Linked DNA regions of Nothobranchius furzeri: region 2 is linked to region 1. A link is a contact called in public Micro-C data. All regions are on one chromosome and are shown on one strand. The core of a region is the stretch at or near the end of the contact, and the rest is flanking DNA. Distances in the headings are between cores, read along the strand shown.

Region 1 (7,031 bases), core at 3,218-5,717:
TTATTTGTGGTTAACTGACAACCAGCACACTTGGAATAATTCTCACCTGTTAAAACAAACCAAAAGTAAGTAAAAGCCGATGTGTGTGGTGAAAGAACTAAGTCAACCTAATTACACTTGGCATGAACAAGCTCAAAAATAGCTCTAGGAAGTAATCAAGCGTGGCTTCCCGTCTGAACAGACTAACACAGAACGAGTGACAAGAAAAGCCCAAAATCGATCATGTCGAACCGCACAGCTTTTTGACTCAAAAAGTCAGAGATGTTGCTTTCCAACACCAGCGAGCGACTGAGAAGAAGTGCAATGCACACAAGTCTCAACTGCATCTTGACATGTTGTGATTTCTCACTGACAATGAATAGCAAACAGAAGAAACTGTTGTTGTAGCCTCTCGCCTCAGGCAATGCCTTTCTATGTGACACAGCAGCTGAATGACACCAGTGAAACACTGCATGTTGGGATGTTGACTGGAGCTTTGTGTTGATGTTTTCATTCGGGAGCTAGTGGCTGTCATCAGGTGTTGGGGATAATGATGTCAGTCCCCAAGGGGAAAGGGTGAGAGAAGAACAACAAAGAAGCCATGTTGGTTCACTTCCATCTCTCTTCACACACACTCACACACATTCTAGGTCAGCAGAGGCTTTTTAAAGATGTGATATGGTCCTCAAAGGAGTTTGAAGCTGCTAAATAGGCCTGCAAAGGCATCTGACACCATATGAGGACCTGTCTTTTTGAGGAAGTTAATGAAATATGCAGGGTTGTCAATGTGCTGAAACAAAGTGTGCATAAGACAGGCGAGTTATTGCCAGCTACTTGTGTAGTATTTGAGGTAAAGTTTAGTATTTATTTAACTTTAGATTTTCTTTATTCCACGTGAGAAAAAAGCGGTCACTGACCGAGTACAGCATTCCTAAAAAACTATCGATATGAAGTAGCTAACTACATTTTGTGGTTTAATGGTTCAGTTACTATTAACTAGGTAGCCCTGGCCCATCCAGTGGGCTGGCTTACTCCATCTGCTTCACCATGTCTCCCACGCGGCAGATGGGCTCCAAACTCTCCATCTTGGACTGCAGATGATGACAGCATTTTCTGTTCTGCTATGCAAGTCTAAACTAAAACTAAGTTTAAATTGTGTGTACAAAAAGCTCAAATCAATCAAATGAAGTCAAAGCTTTATTGTCCTATGCAGATTAAAGAAATATGTTTCCCTGCACAATGAAATTCTTACTTTGCTGTCCTGGATGTCAAATGCATTCAAGCATAAAATACATAAATAGATGAGGAAAATGGGCAAATTTACAAACAAGATTCCTAAACAGATACAAATAGAAATATAAATTATATGATAAAGCTATGTAATATTGTCAGCTTCTAAGCTTCTAATCTGTAGTGGTTGTTTCATTGTGCAGTGGTGCATTACATTAGCTGCTTGTACAGCAACTAGACTATTAATTTTTATGTTTAACAATATGTTCCAGCATCACTGGACTAGGTATTGTGATGCTACTGTAACATCACATTTGAATTAGATGTGACAACCAGTTTTCAAAGTGTGACAGAGGAAATGTTTTCTTTATTGTGGACTAAGGATGTAAGAAGTTATAGATGCAATGAAATATCACCATATTTTGTGAAGGGATTGGTGCCGAATTGGATACCTTTTAAAGCACTGACCGAATTCTATAGTACCGACTGAGTACTGATTCACGTCATATGAAACGGTGCTTTTTTATGGTACCCGTGCTGCGCGCCGGCGCAAGAGCGCAATATCATTAGTTACTGTGGGTGAGCTGTAAACAAAACATCATGGCAGAGAGGAAGCATTTTGAAGTTTGGGTCCACTTCACTAAATGTGATGGGTAACTGGGTGATGATGAAACCAGCAACAACGATCTACGTGAGGCATCATAATCTTAATCTGCTCCAGTAGGTAAATAAAATGTTTAAGAAAACATTAGCTTGATATGTTAGCTTCCGTTCAGCTAATGGTGCGTTCGCTTTCTCGTCGGAACGCCGAAATTCCAACTAGAAGAAAGCGAACGCGCTCTAAAGTTTGGCTTCAATTCACTAAATGCGATGGGTGATTGGGTGATGATGAAACCAGCAACACTGATCTGAGTATGAGGCATCTTAATCTGCTCCAGAAGCAAAATAAACTGTTTATGATAATGTTAGCTTGATAATTTAGATTTTGTTTACATAGCTAATGGTGTGTTTGCTTAGCCTGGCCTGCCAGACTCATCCTGTTTAATTCTGCACAGAGAAATAGTCTGGTGACTCACAGGCAGAGAGGAACTTGAGGGGCGGGACTAGGCAGCTCAAAAATAACCAATCAGAAAAAAGACAGTAATGCCAACTGTAGCGCGCAACGCTGTAGTTTTTTTAGCTGTAGTAAAAAAAAGGCATCTGGCAATGGCGCAAACATCTTTTATTTTATTAATTTTTTTAGAAGAAATGCTTTTAGCGCTTCTACTTGCTGTGGTTTTAAAGACATTCAAGTCATTTAGAACAGAGGAAAGAGCTGCAGCAAACTCTGCCGCTGTCTTCGTTGACTATGAGTAACTGAGTGTCGTTGTGTGTGAAGTCTGTGACGCTGTAGTTTTTTAGCTGTAGTCAAAAATGGCGTCCGACGACAGCGCAAACATATTTCTTTAGAAGAAAGGCTTTTAGCGCTTCTACTTGTTATTGTTTTAAAGGTATGTTCAAGTCATTTAGAACCGAGAAAAGAGCCGCAGCAAACTCCGCTTCAGACGCCATATTCGACAAACTCGACGTTATGGTGTGTGATGTACGCTACTCAGTGCTTATTGGCTCAGTTAGAATACTCAGGGGGTAGGTTTTTTTGAATAGGAGAGTTCCCAGACCCTACTCAGACTCCCAGGTGGCAGCAGCTTTTAACGCCTTTACTGTGATGGAACTAGAGATCTCAGGATAACACTGAACTTGCTTTTCAATAAAATTCAGTCTTAAAACTTGCAAATTTCATCTGGCTTTTAGTGTCCTAGTATGTCGTACTGTCTCCTCTGTATTGTGATATCGTACAGCCAGATTCTTGCTGATACACACCTCTATGAAATTAGTCAAAATTAGCAAATAATTTGATCCAATCAGGGTTTACATACAGTCTCTTTACTTTATTAACACCTCCTCAGTTCAAACTTCACCAAAATAAACTCCTTATGCAGCAGAAACATATTTTTAAGCCTTTATGTAAACCTGTAAATCTGTCAATGCAGATTATCTGTCTGTCACCAATGCTTTTAAAGTTGCCCAGAGGACAGCTCACTGCAGGATGACAGACTGAAATGTATATGGGGGCTGGCAAGTGTCGTGGTGGAAATTCTCCAAGAACAAAACTTCGTTTGTGTGAAAACTGTTCACCCAGCTTGCGATGAGGCAAAACTCCATTCCACATGATGCATTCGTTGTTTTCAGCCAAACATGCACCAGGTCCATTACCAGCCGCAGTACAGCCCAGAGCAGGCCCTCGTCAGAAGCAAATGACACCTTATTGCTAAATTAGGTTTGGCTAGAAGGTGAGTAACACACAGGATTCCTGCAGTCAGGCTAATCAGTCTAAGTTTTGAGTGTGAGCGGAAACAATCAGTTGACAATGAATTAATGAATTTAACTCGTAGTAATGATGGAAAACATTTTACAAGGGCCTGTTCTTGTCGCAATTTCAACAGGTGACGAAGCAATAAAACAACTTGGTTTCTTTAAAAGAGATCATCGCTGCAAGCCAATAACCACAACCACAGATGAAACCCAGAATCACCTGCGACTATCATACGGAGGCCATCCGACATGCGTGTTGTTTGCAGGGCAGTGACTCACCTCTATCCACTTCTGCGCCTCCTGAAACGCAGGCTCGGCGGCTGATTCGGTCACAGGGTGATGCTGCTGATGAGAATGTCCTATGTCTGCAGCCGGACTTGCCATTGACGAAACACTGCCTACAAGTATGAAAGCACGCAGAAATATGTGCAGGCAGCAGCCAAGAGCCGCGTTATTCCACCGGAATTATTCGACAGCCACCGGGTATATTCTGTCTGTATATGAGCAGCAGCACCGGCAAAAGCCCACTAACCAGTTGCTGCACTTCAGCTTCGCTTCTGGGGCAGCGTGTGGACCAAAAGCTAGGATCAAGTCAGACACCCTTACTAAGCATACTTCCGGTTAGATTACACAAAATGAAAGACGTAGGTGGGGTTTCCTGTTTAGGATTAGCGAAAGAGTTGTGTTAACATACAGTATATTCATGCAATGAGTCGCACGAGCTCGTCAGTAAATGTATAACTGTTAGACGTTACTAGTATGTGCTTTTATTTTGGCGGTAACAAACTTCCGGTTAGTGTCCAGCTGTTCTTACGTGGTTCGGGCCTCACTGCAGTATGATCTGCTTCAAAATATACCGAGAAGCGCTGTTTCAAAGGCAGCCAAGGAGGGCAGCAGCATGCTGGGGATGTTACAACCACTTTCACTATATAGGACACAGTCTTTTACCCTGATGTAACTTTAGCGTGCGCAATGAATGAATTGTTCATTACTAACTCATTATTGTTCTGATTATTTGTTAAACGTATGTGGTTGCTTTGTCTTTAATGTTCAAAACGATTGTAAATGTATTATTATCATTATTATTATTATTATTATTATTATTATTAGAATTAGTAGTAGTAGTAGTAGGAGTAGTAGTAGTAGTAGTAGTATATTTAAGTAATTCTGAGTCTACTTTAAAAGGAAACCCATAAATACACGTTATTATTATTATTATTATTATTATTATTATTATTATTATTATTGTTGTTGTTGTTGTTGTCTGAACACAACAATAAATCAGACGTTTTTCAATGGATTTCCTCTCTTCCACCTTCGATGTACAGGAGATGATTGGGTCAGTTCAGCTTTTTCAAGGCCCAAACCTAAAGCATGAATCTCATTAAACTTGTTGAATCTCTGCTGACATCTTGTGGAAAAATGAAGCTGTACATAAAGCAACGACTCATTTAATTATTTTTGTTTACTCAGCTGTGTAACTGCTGTTGCTGTTGTTGTTGCTGTGAAACTCGCCTGTTGTCAGCAAACGCCAGTGAAGCAACAAGGACCAGCTGATCTTCATCTCTTGGACAACAGTGCATGGACTGGCAGATAAGTGGCCTATTCACACATAATTAAAGAAGACAATAAAGACTTTTGGTGGAAGACTCTTTTGCAACAAGAAACTTGGTTGATGAAAAGATTGCCGATTTCATTTGATGTTACCAGTGATTTGTTGAGTACATATTGAACTGAAACTTGCTTTAATGTTGCATGTTATCCAAATGTCAAAAGAAAATGTAATTTGTTACATATTTAATACTTGAAAGGTCAAGGTGTTTCAGTGGAGTGTAAAAATTGAGTTCCACATTGGATGTTTGAAATTCTAAGCAAGTTTATTTCATTCTTAAAATCAACATTTCCTAGTTAGACAATTGTTCAGCCATGTCAGAAAGAAATGAGCCTGCAGAAGAGGAGGAAGATAGTGCAGAGCCACTGTGAGAGGAAGAGCAGCTGCTCAGACGTGGGGCATGCCAATGTACTCTAACAGAGAAGGGCAAGGCACTACAAGAAGAGAAAATTAAAGCTCTTACACAAAGATTCAACTACATTTACAAAAAATGGAAAGTGCACGTTAAATTCTTTAAACATTCGTCAAAACAGTCCTCAGAGCCTTTATCAGAGGGTCCCTTAATGATATCTTGGGGGAGGTTAAAGGGCTTTGTGCAGATATCCAGCGTGTTTATGAAGATCTGCGTAAACTCTCAACTCCAGATCAAGAAACACGGAGAAGAGTAGATTTGTGTGTGGAGATTTCAAACTTCATCCTTTCTAAAGCTTTACGTCACCTGGAAGGACAAGCGCAGGAAGAGATCAGGTTTGGCCAGAAGCTGGCTCTCTTTGGAGCACAAGTAAAAGTGAATTAGAATCCATCACCTCCGTCATGAAGAGCGCCACCTCTGAGCATTCAAAAACTTCTTCAGTAAAGAGGCAAGAAGCGGCTGCGGACGCTGCAGCAAGCCAAGCTGTTCTAAAAGGAACAAGAAAGGGAACAGTTGGAATTACAGCGCCTGGAAGCAGAAGCCAAGAAGAGGATAGCAGCTCAAGAGGCAGCAGCTAAACAGCGGTGCTTAGAGCAAGAGGAAGAAGAGGTGAGGAGGAGAAAGAAAGAAGAGGAAGAAGCTAAAATGACTGCTAAATTAGAAGAACACACGGCTCTGCAAATGGCTCTAGAAGAGAAGCGAAGGAGAATTAGCCATCTAGAAACCATGAAAGAGCTCAGCGCTGCACAGGCAAGAATGCAGGTATATGATCAAGGATCTGACATTAAGAAAGGGGTTAAGTGACCTATAAGCCATAAGATGGCAGTACATGTTAAGCCATCAAGTCAAACAAGCTGTCAACAATCATCTATACCTCTTGTTCCACAACAACCTCTGAGTTCTTCCTCAAACCAAGACACTGCAGGTTTAGTTAAGCTACTTGCAGATGCTTTAAATGCAAACAGAATTCCACTACCCGAACCTTCAATATTCAGCAGGGATCCGTTGAAATACAGTGATTGGAAGCTGTCATTCCAAACCTTGATTGATCAAAAGAATATTCAGAATAAAGAAAATATATACTACCTTCGTAAATATGTTGGTGGACAAGTTAAAAACGCACTAGATGGTTATTTCCTGCTTGGAACCGAGTCTGCCTATGTTTCAGCGTGGGAGATCTTGGAGGGGAGATATGGAAACCCATTTACAGTTGCAACAGCATATAGGGATAAACTTCAAGCATGGGCCAAGATTGGACCTAAAGACAGCACCGATCTAAGAGTTTGCTGATTTCTACGGAGCTGCGAAGCCGCCATGGTTCATATCAAGGCACTGGAGATCCTAAATGACTGCAGTGAAAACAGAAAGATTCTGGCAAAGTTACCTGATTGGTTAACTGCAAGATGGAACCAAAAAGTGATGGAAATGGAAGAGGAGAATGGCAAA
Region 2 (7,031 bases), core at 1,287-3,786, 76 kb before region 1:
CTGCTTAGCTCTTAGCACCATTTCTAACTGGGTTGCAACTAATGGAGACAAATTTGATAGGAAATGTGAATTTTCTGTTGGAATCGCACTGAATTGGTTTCTTAGTTCAGGATTCTTCAAATTTGTAAACACATTGGTGAGAATGCCATTCAAATCATATATTTTGAGTTCAATTAACCCGTTTCTTTAAACAAGACCGTTTTGTTACACTCAGAATGTGAGTTTCTGTTTTTGTCTCCATTTAGTGCATTTTAAAGAACTTTTAACATCTGGATGAGATGGCAACACATTCCAGGGCCACCTACTTTGCTTAGCTGATTTCCTGAAACTAAAGTTATTGTTTAACACCATAAACCAGATTGTTTCACAACACGCCCCTCTTATGCCTGTATTCTCAAGGTCTGACTTTAACAACTTTCAAGCATTGTTTGAGAATAAAAGTAGAAATATCATGGCATGTTTTTCACCCCCATCCACTTCCTACTCTCACATTCAACCATCCTCTTCCCAATCATGGTCCTTCTTTACTCCTGTAAATTTCCAGGACTTTTGCCTCATTCAAAAAATCATGAAACCAACTTCGTGCCCTGCTGATAATCTCCCAACCGCTTTACTCATTAAGATTTTTGACCAAATTGGCTCATGCATTGTGGCTTGCCATCAAGTCAAACTTGAGGAATCTAGGTGTTTTGTTTCAGATTTTAATAAATTTTATAATATTTTTTGTAATTCTTTTAAAGCATTTTAATTGAATGATTTAATTTTTTTGTTGTTGGTCTCTGTGAATCACTTTGCAATTCTCTTTCTGTGGTGAGTGCAATATAAAAAAATTAATTACTTACAAATAGGCTCAGAGGTCAAAATCACCCTAAAAGTTCATATTTCCTACACGTTCCATCTCACAGAAACTAACCTGTAAAGGGTTCAAGCAGATACAAGATATCTGCGGCCATTCTGTAAATATTTTGAGGGAAAATCTTTTTTATTTTTTTATTTTGTAATATTCAAAACTCTGGCAATATGAGAGCAATGGCCCTATGGCCTCTGTAAGAAAACTGAGAAACCTTGTTGGGATTTGGCAGCATTTCATGAAAATCAATCACAATGTAATTTGCTCCTTTTGTATAAAATCGTTAATCCAAATGAAGGCAACTGGACTTCTTTGGTTTCTTGAAGACATTTCACTTCTCAACCGAGGAGCTTTGTCACTTCTAACTGGAATGTGGGAGAGTCAAGCTCAGGGTTTCCCACAGTGCTTTACAAGCCTGGCGGCCCGCCAGGCTTTGCTTGGCCACCCGCCAGGCTAAGCGTCATGCCCCGCCCCCCTCCCCAACCCTACCGTGTCCACTGACATGAATGGCGCAACAAAACTAGAGCCCTTCATCAGCTGATACTGGTGAGAAACAGCAGCAGAACGTGTGCAGAACATGTGCAACCCCCCCCCCCCCCCCCACCCCCACCCCCGCTCTTACGGAGGAGTGCTGCGTGACAGAGCGCGCGACGTATGGGGCTTTTACTGACCCGAGCGTTTCCCTATCTATTTTTCTATTGGTGGTTAATGCAGGGGATGGGGTAGAAGACTATTTTCACCTTCAGGCTGCATGTGAAACTCAGAGTGACTGATCATATTTCAAAGACAAACAACAAGTAAAAAAAATTAATAAAAAAAAGTTGCTTGGTGAACTTGCTCTTTAATAATATTCACCTTTTGAGAAGAATATACAAAGCATTCAGAGGGAGAGAAGGACACATTTTAAAGCTTTTTTTTTTCCTGAGCAGGTAATCGATTGCTGCAGATAACTTTTAAAAATGTCCCACTGAGTTTAACGATCACACAGCAGCCGTTAAATCTGATTTGTAAGTGGAGAACTAAAAGTGACGTATACATTCATTCCAAATAGAGATTTCCTAAGTGATCAGTGTCTGATGAAAATATCAAGGCAATGATTCTACATCACTGCAGAGACTCCACAACCTGCTTTTCATGATCAAAATCTATGAAGACCAAACATTTACATAAAATGAATGAACAATCTGTCACCACATCAAATATTTAGATTTATAAGGAGTTCTCCCCATCAGCCGGATATTTATTCTGGGGCGTTCCTTTGTAGACCTTTTTTTTTTGTTGTTGATGTTTTTATTTTTCTTGCTGCACATAAGATAAAACATAAACGTTAATAGGTTTCTCAATAAAAACAAAAACACACCACTTCCCCTCTCACTTAAAAACAGTTAGCTGAGTCACTGTTACGAGGAGCAGAGGGAGGAAATCAGGGAGCCAGATTTAAACTAAAAAAGGACTCAGTTCTAAGAAATGTTATGAAATGATGAGCCTCATGGCGGACACCTGAGACTTATGTTTCTAACTCTAGAATCTTTGCCAGCTGTTAGATCTTATAGGCTTCAGAGAAGTCATACGGTGTTATTAAACGCACCACATTCCAGCAGCTGAGCATCAATCAAAGCTGGGGACTGGCCGATGGGTCGTGCTTTAGAAACAAAGCAGGTATCATAAATCATTGCTACATTTGTATTGTGCAACTTGTGCTAACTAGATTTTAGCCTCAAGTGAGGAAGATTTTAGTCGCCACTCTGTCTGCGCGTAAACACATTGCTGGCTTTTTAATATCACTGTTAACACCTGGGTTTGCAGTAGTGCTCTGCTTCAGGCCTTTCCCTTCTTGTTGCTGTAAATTCCTCTGCAAAATGTCCGAATGTGATCCTCTAAGGAGCAGCGGATTGGAAGTCAGGCTCTGTTAGGATGTACTGTTGGCTTACCTATCAGATCCACAGTCTTTTTCATTATTTTGCAAATACTCCACTTAAAACAGAAAAACAGAAGGAAACTGATACCTACACCCAGGCTTAACTCAATGTCTCACAGATATTCTACTTCAGCATGTTCAGCTATCTGTGCTACTGTCCTCCACTCCTGCACTTATGCACTCTGCCGATGACCTATGACCCAATGTCTGTTTCCCAGAAATAAACCCACACTTTCAAAGAGATCCAAACCATAAGATCTTTCCTTGGATTTGATCAGACACACATGCAGGCCGCCACATCTGCCGGTGGAAACAAACTTCACATTTAACATGCAAAAAAACCTCCTTTTCCATCACTAATTGTTTCATATGGTTGTGAGGACAGACTGATAGAGATCCAAAAAAGGCTTAGATGCATCTGCACTTCTAACTCAGTTATGACTCCTAACCCATCAATTGGAAACATGAATGTTCCCTCGTCCACCGTAATCTGTCTTTAAGCAGCAACACATGTTTTTATGGGTGATGTTCTCTCTGTACACATGGCAATGCTGAGGATTGAGGAAATATTTAGTTTTAATGTGACAGTGCCCTACTGTACCATGATTTTAGAGACGCAGAGGTCACCTAACAGAGTCCACGGAAGGCTGTGCAGTCTAGTTCAAAGCTGCTAACATGTTGGAAATGATTGCAATGTTCAGCAAGTGTTTTTTAAACCAGACCATGCAACAATTAAGAGTTTTTAACATTTTAAGCAATTGCTTTCTGACTAGTTTCAGTTATTGTTGAGCCAGAAACTTTAGAAGGGTTGTTTACAACAGTTGTAGTTATGCTTTCAGCCAGTAGGGGAAACCTATCCAGAGCTGCTTTAAATCACTCTGTTTCCCATATCTATAAATGTAAAACACTCAGCTTTTCCCTTTATTAGTCAGAACTAACAGCTACACAATCTTTTGTGTGAGTGAAATAAAGGGAACCTGAGCACTGTGAAATACTTAAATTATGACCTGGGTATTATGAACACATCATCAGAAACTTTGATCTGTTATTTTAGCCTTTATTTTTTTTTCTCTTAAGTGTTTTTCTCCTCAGAAGAAGCTCCAATGGTGTTCTGCTGAGCTGTGGTGGCCTCATGGTGGTGGCCATCGTCTAGCACACTGCTGCTAACCACTTAAACCTTCTCCCTCTCCGGATAATAACATTTTACTTTCTTTGACAATGAAAGTGCTACTACTAGTTTACCCGTTTACTATGTGAAGTGCCTTGAGACTTGTCATGATTTGATGCTATATAAATAAACTGAATTGAATAGTATGGGATAATTGGGTCCACACCATGACCATCAGATGAACAACCGATATTTCAGGAAAAACGGCTTGCGCTGAAGTAATAGCTTTTGCAAAATTCTTGAAAATCATTCTTTACAGATTCTTTTAAACAGATGTAACTTGTAGTGAGTGTCTCCCTGTAAAACTGGAAAAACCAAAATCAAAAAGCTCCCTTCATTTATCAAATCTTTATCCATCTACAAACCTGGCCCAAACAAGAGTGCAGCCAGTATTGAATTTCTCTCTGAGATTGAATTAAAATCCTCCCTCTGTTCACTAATTATTGTCGTGGTGAAGTAGATTTTCAGAGCAGAATGAAGAACGGGCTTTGTCTGAAGGTCACAGGAGGAAAACCTGCCACGTTCGTATGGATTTTAATAAATAGATGCTCTTGTTGCGGGTGTAGTCAAAATCTCTTGCGACTCGAACATCTCAGCTCAACTCTTCATTTGTTTGTACTCGAGGGAGTGATCTGAGGGCTGATAGCTTAAATTCTACGTACATACAGTGGGATGCGAAAGTTTGAGCAGCCTTGTTAATCTTCATGATTTTCTTGTATAAATCGTTGGTTGTTACACTAAAGATTTTCAGGTAAAAATATCATATAGGAGACACACGCAGTGATGTTTGAGAAGTGAAAGTACGTTTATAGAATTTACAGAAAGTGTGCAATAATTGTTTAAACAAAAATTAGACAGGTGCACAAATATGGGCACTGTTGTAATTTTATTGATTCCCAAACCTTTAGAACTAATTATTGTGGGGGTCTCAAAACAACTCTCTCATGATGGTAAATGACCTGTATTTGTATAGCGCCGTCTTAGGGTTCTACAACCCCCCAAGGTGCTTCACAGCACAATCAGTCATTCACCCATTCACACACACATTGAGCTACAATGTAGCTACTGCTGCCCTGGGGTGCACTGACAGAGGCGAGGCTGCCGAGCACAGACGACACCTATCCCTCCGACCATCACCAGCAGGCAAGGTGGGTTAAGTGTCTTGCCCATGGACACAACAGCAGAATTCTCTGGTCGGAGCCAGGATCGAACCTGCAACTTTCCGATTACTGGACAACCCGCTCTACCTCCTGAGCTACTGCTGCCCAATTAGCTAAAAAAAGTGCTCAACATCAGCTCAACATCTACTAAGGCCTTCATGCAGAGGATCAAGTAGGAGAAGAAGAAGAAGCAGTCTTATTATATAGTGCCTCTCAAAATAATACTCACGATGCTCTTCACAAAAACAAAAAGAAACAAAAAAAATTATTAAGTATAAAAAGATTTAAACAATTATTACAAATATGTTTAAAATAAAAAAAAAACAACAACAAAAATATGTAAGGAAAGGGAGAGAGAAAATGAATTGGAAAGAGGGAAACCAATGGATCCCGGGAAAGGTGGAATAAGAACAGAATAAGTAGAGGGAGGTGATGAAAGTCACTCTAAAGAACAGGTGAGTTTCAGCTGCTTTTTAAAGGAGACCACTGAGTCCACTGATCTCAGGCTCGGGGGAGAGAGCTCCAGAGTCTGGGGCCACAGCAGCAAATGATCTGTCACCTTTGGTCTTTAGCCTGGTGCTGCACAACCAGAAAGTAGAACGTTCTGGAACGGCCATCTCAGTCCCCAGACCTGAATAGTATAGAAAATCTGTGGTGTGAGTTAAAGAGAGCTATCCATGCTCATAAGTCATAAGACCTGAATAAACTATAGATGTTTTGTAAAGAAGAATGGTCCAAAATACCTTCAACCAGAATCCAGACTCTCACTAGCTATAGGAAGAGTTTAGAGCAGGGGTGTCAAGCATGCGGCCCGCGGGCCGAATCCGGCCCGCAAGTGGGTTAAATCCGGCCCACGAGTTGGTTGTGAAAACTTTATTTTCATACTTTACAATGTAGAGTTAAAATAAACTTATCTTTGTGAGCAAGTTTCACATCCTGAAGTTGGCCGCCACTCAGGATGTGACTTCTGATATTGATGTGCTGGTGAAAGCTAAAAGATGTAAAGTAAAATGAGTCAAATATACATTAAGTGCTGCATGAAACTGATCTAGCCATGTGATCTGTAAGCTCTTTGAATCACTGAGGAATGTTTTTTTTTATTTATTGATTTTTTTTTTTTTTCAAAATTTCAAGTACACTTCAGGTGTTGTACTTGTACTATTTTGGATACACTGTCCTCAGGCTCCAGCCTTGTTTTATATTGATTGTATTAAAACAAAGAAAACAATCTGAAGTTGTTTTTAATTTACCGGTCCGGCCCACTTGAGACTAGATTTCCATCAATGTGGCCCCTGAGCTAAAATGAGTTTGACACCTCTGGTTTAGAGGCTGCTATTTCTGCAAAAGGAGCAGGGTTTCCCCCAGCGCTTTATAAGCCTGGCGGCTTGGCCACCCGCCAGGTTAAGCGTCATGCCCCGCCCCCTCCCCGCTCTCACGGAGGAGCGCTGCGGGAAAAAATATACGATGTTTTGGAAACCAAAACTTCCCAAGTGGATATTTTCTTCTGCTTTCAAAAACCAATAACTACAACTTTCAGAGTTTTTTTTTACTGAAGCAAAGGCATATGCTGTATCTTTCTTCTTTTCATTTGAGGAACATGCCCACGTTTTACAAAAGCTTTAACAATATATCATTCTGTAACAGCCTTGACTTTGGAAACTTTGGTTTCCCTTTCTCTCTCAAAATAAAACAAAAAACAAACAGGATGCAAAGTCTCACTTTGGATTTTTCCACATGCAGTTCAGCAGTGAAAATTACACTGTGACGACTGCTGTAATCCTTTATAAGCCACTTTTAAATTTTAAAGGGTCAAATTAACAAACAGCACAGTAATCACCGGCTTTCAGAAGCAGCAAATGGTCAGCTTTGGCAGAATAAAAAACAAGTAAAACTCTTCAGGACCATAGCACACACTACAAAAAGACCTCGAAGCTG

Evidence for each region. A called contact is a pair of places that touch in the nucleus more often than the background predicts.
Region 2: a Micro-C map of tail fin shows a contact between it and region 1, with 9 times the contacts expected there. The contact joins the enhancer-like site here to the promoter of LOC107380209 in region 1. A contact is called at or near these places in 2 of 2 Hi-C or Micro-C datasets (skeletal muscle and tail fin).

Annotation. Positions count from the first base shown.
Region 1 is chr1:74,090,164-74,097,194 of NfurGRZ-RIMD1, reverse strand. It overlaps LOC107380209 (LIM and calponin homology domains-containing protein 1), which reads right to left and starts at 4,467. Exons shown (of 23, transcript XM_070550158.1): 1 at 3,841-4,467. The coding sequence starts at 3,945.
Region 2 is chr1:74,164,571-74,171,601 of NfurGRZ-RIMD1, reverse strand. All of the region lies in intron 7 of LOC107380209 (LIM and calponin homology domains-containing protein 1), which reads right to left. Among protein-coding and RNA genes, the nearest start is that of phox2bb, 41 kb to the left of the region's middle. Within about 2 kb of position 2,536, at least 1 of the 3 cell types and tissues checked has an H3K27ac peak or open chromatin away from gene starts, as enhancers often do. A contact at or near this core is called in tail fin, where this site is marked.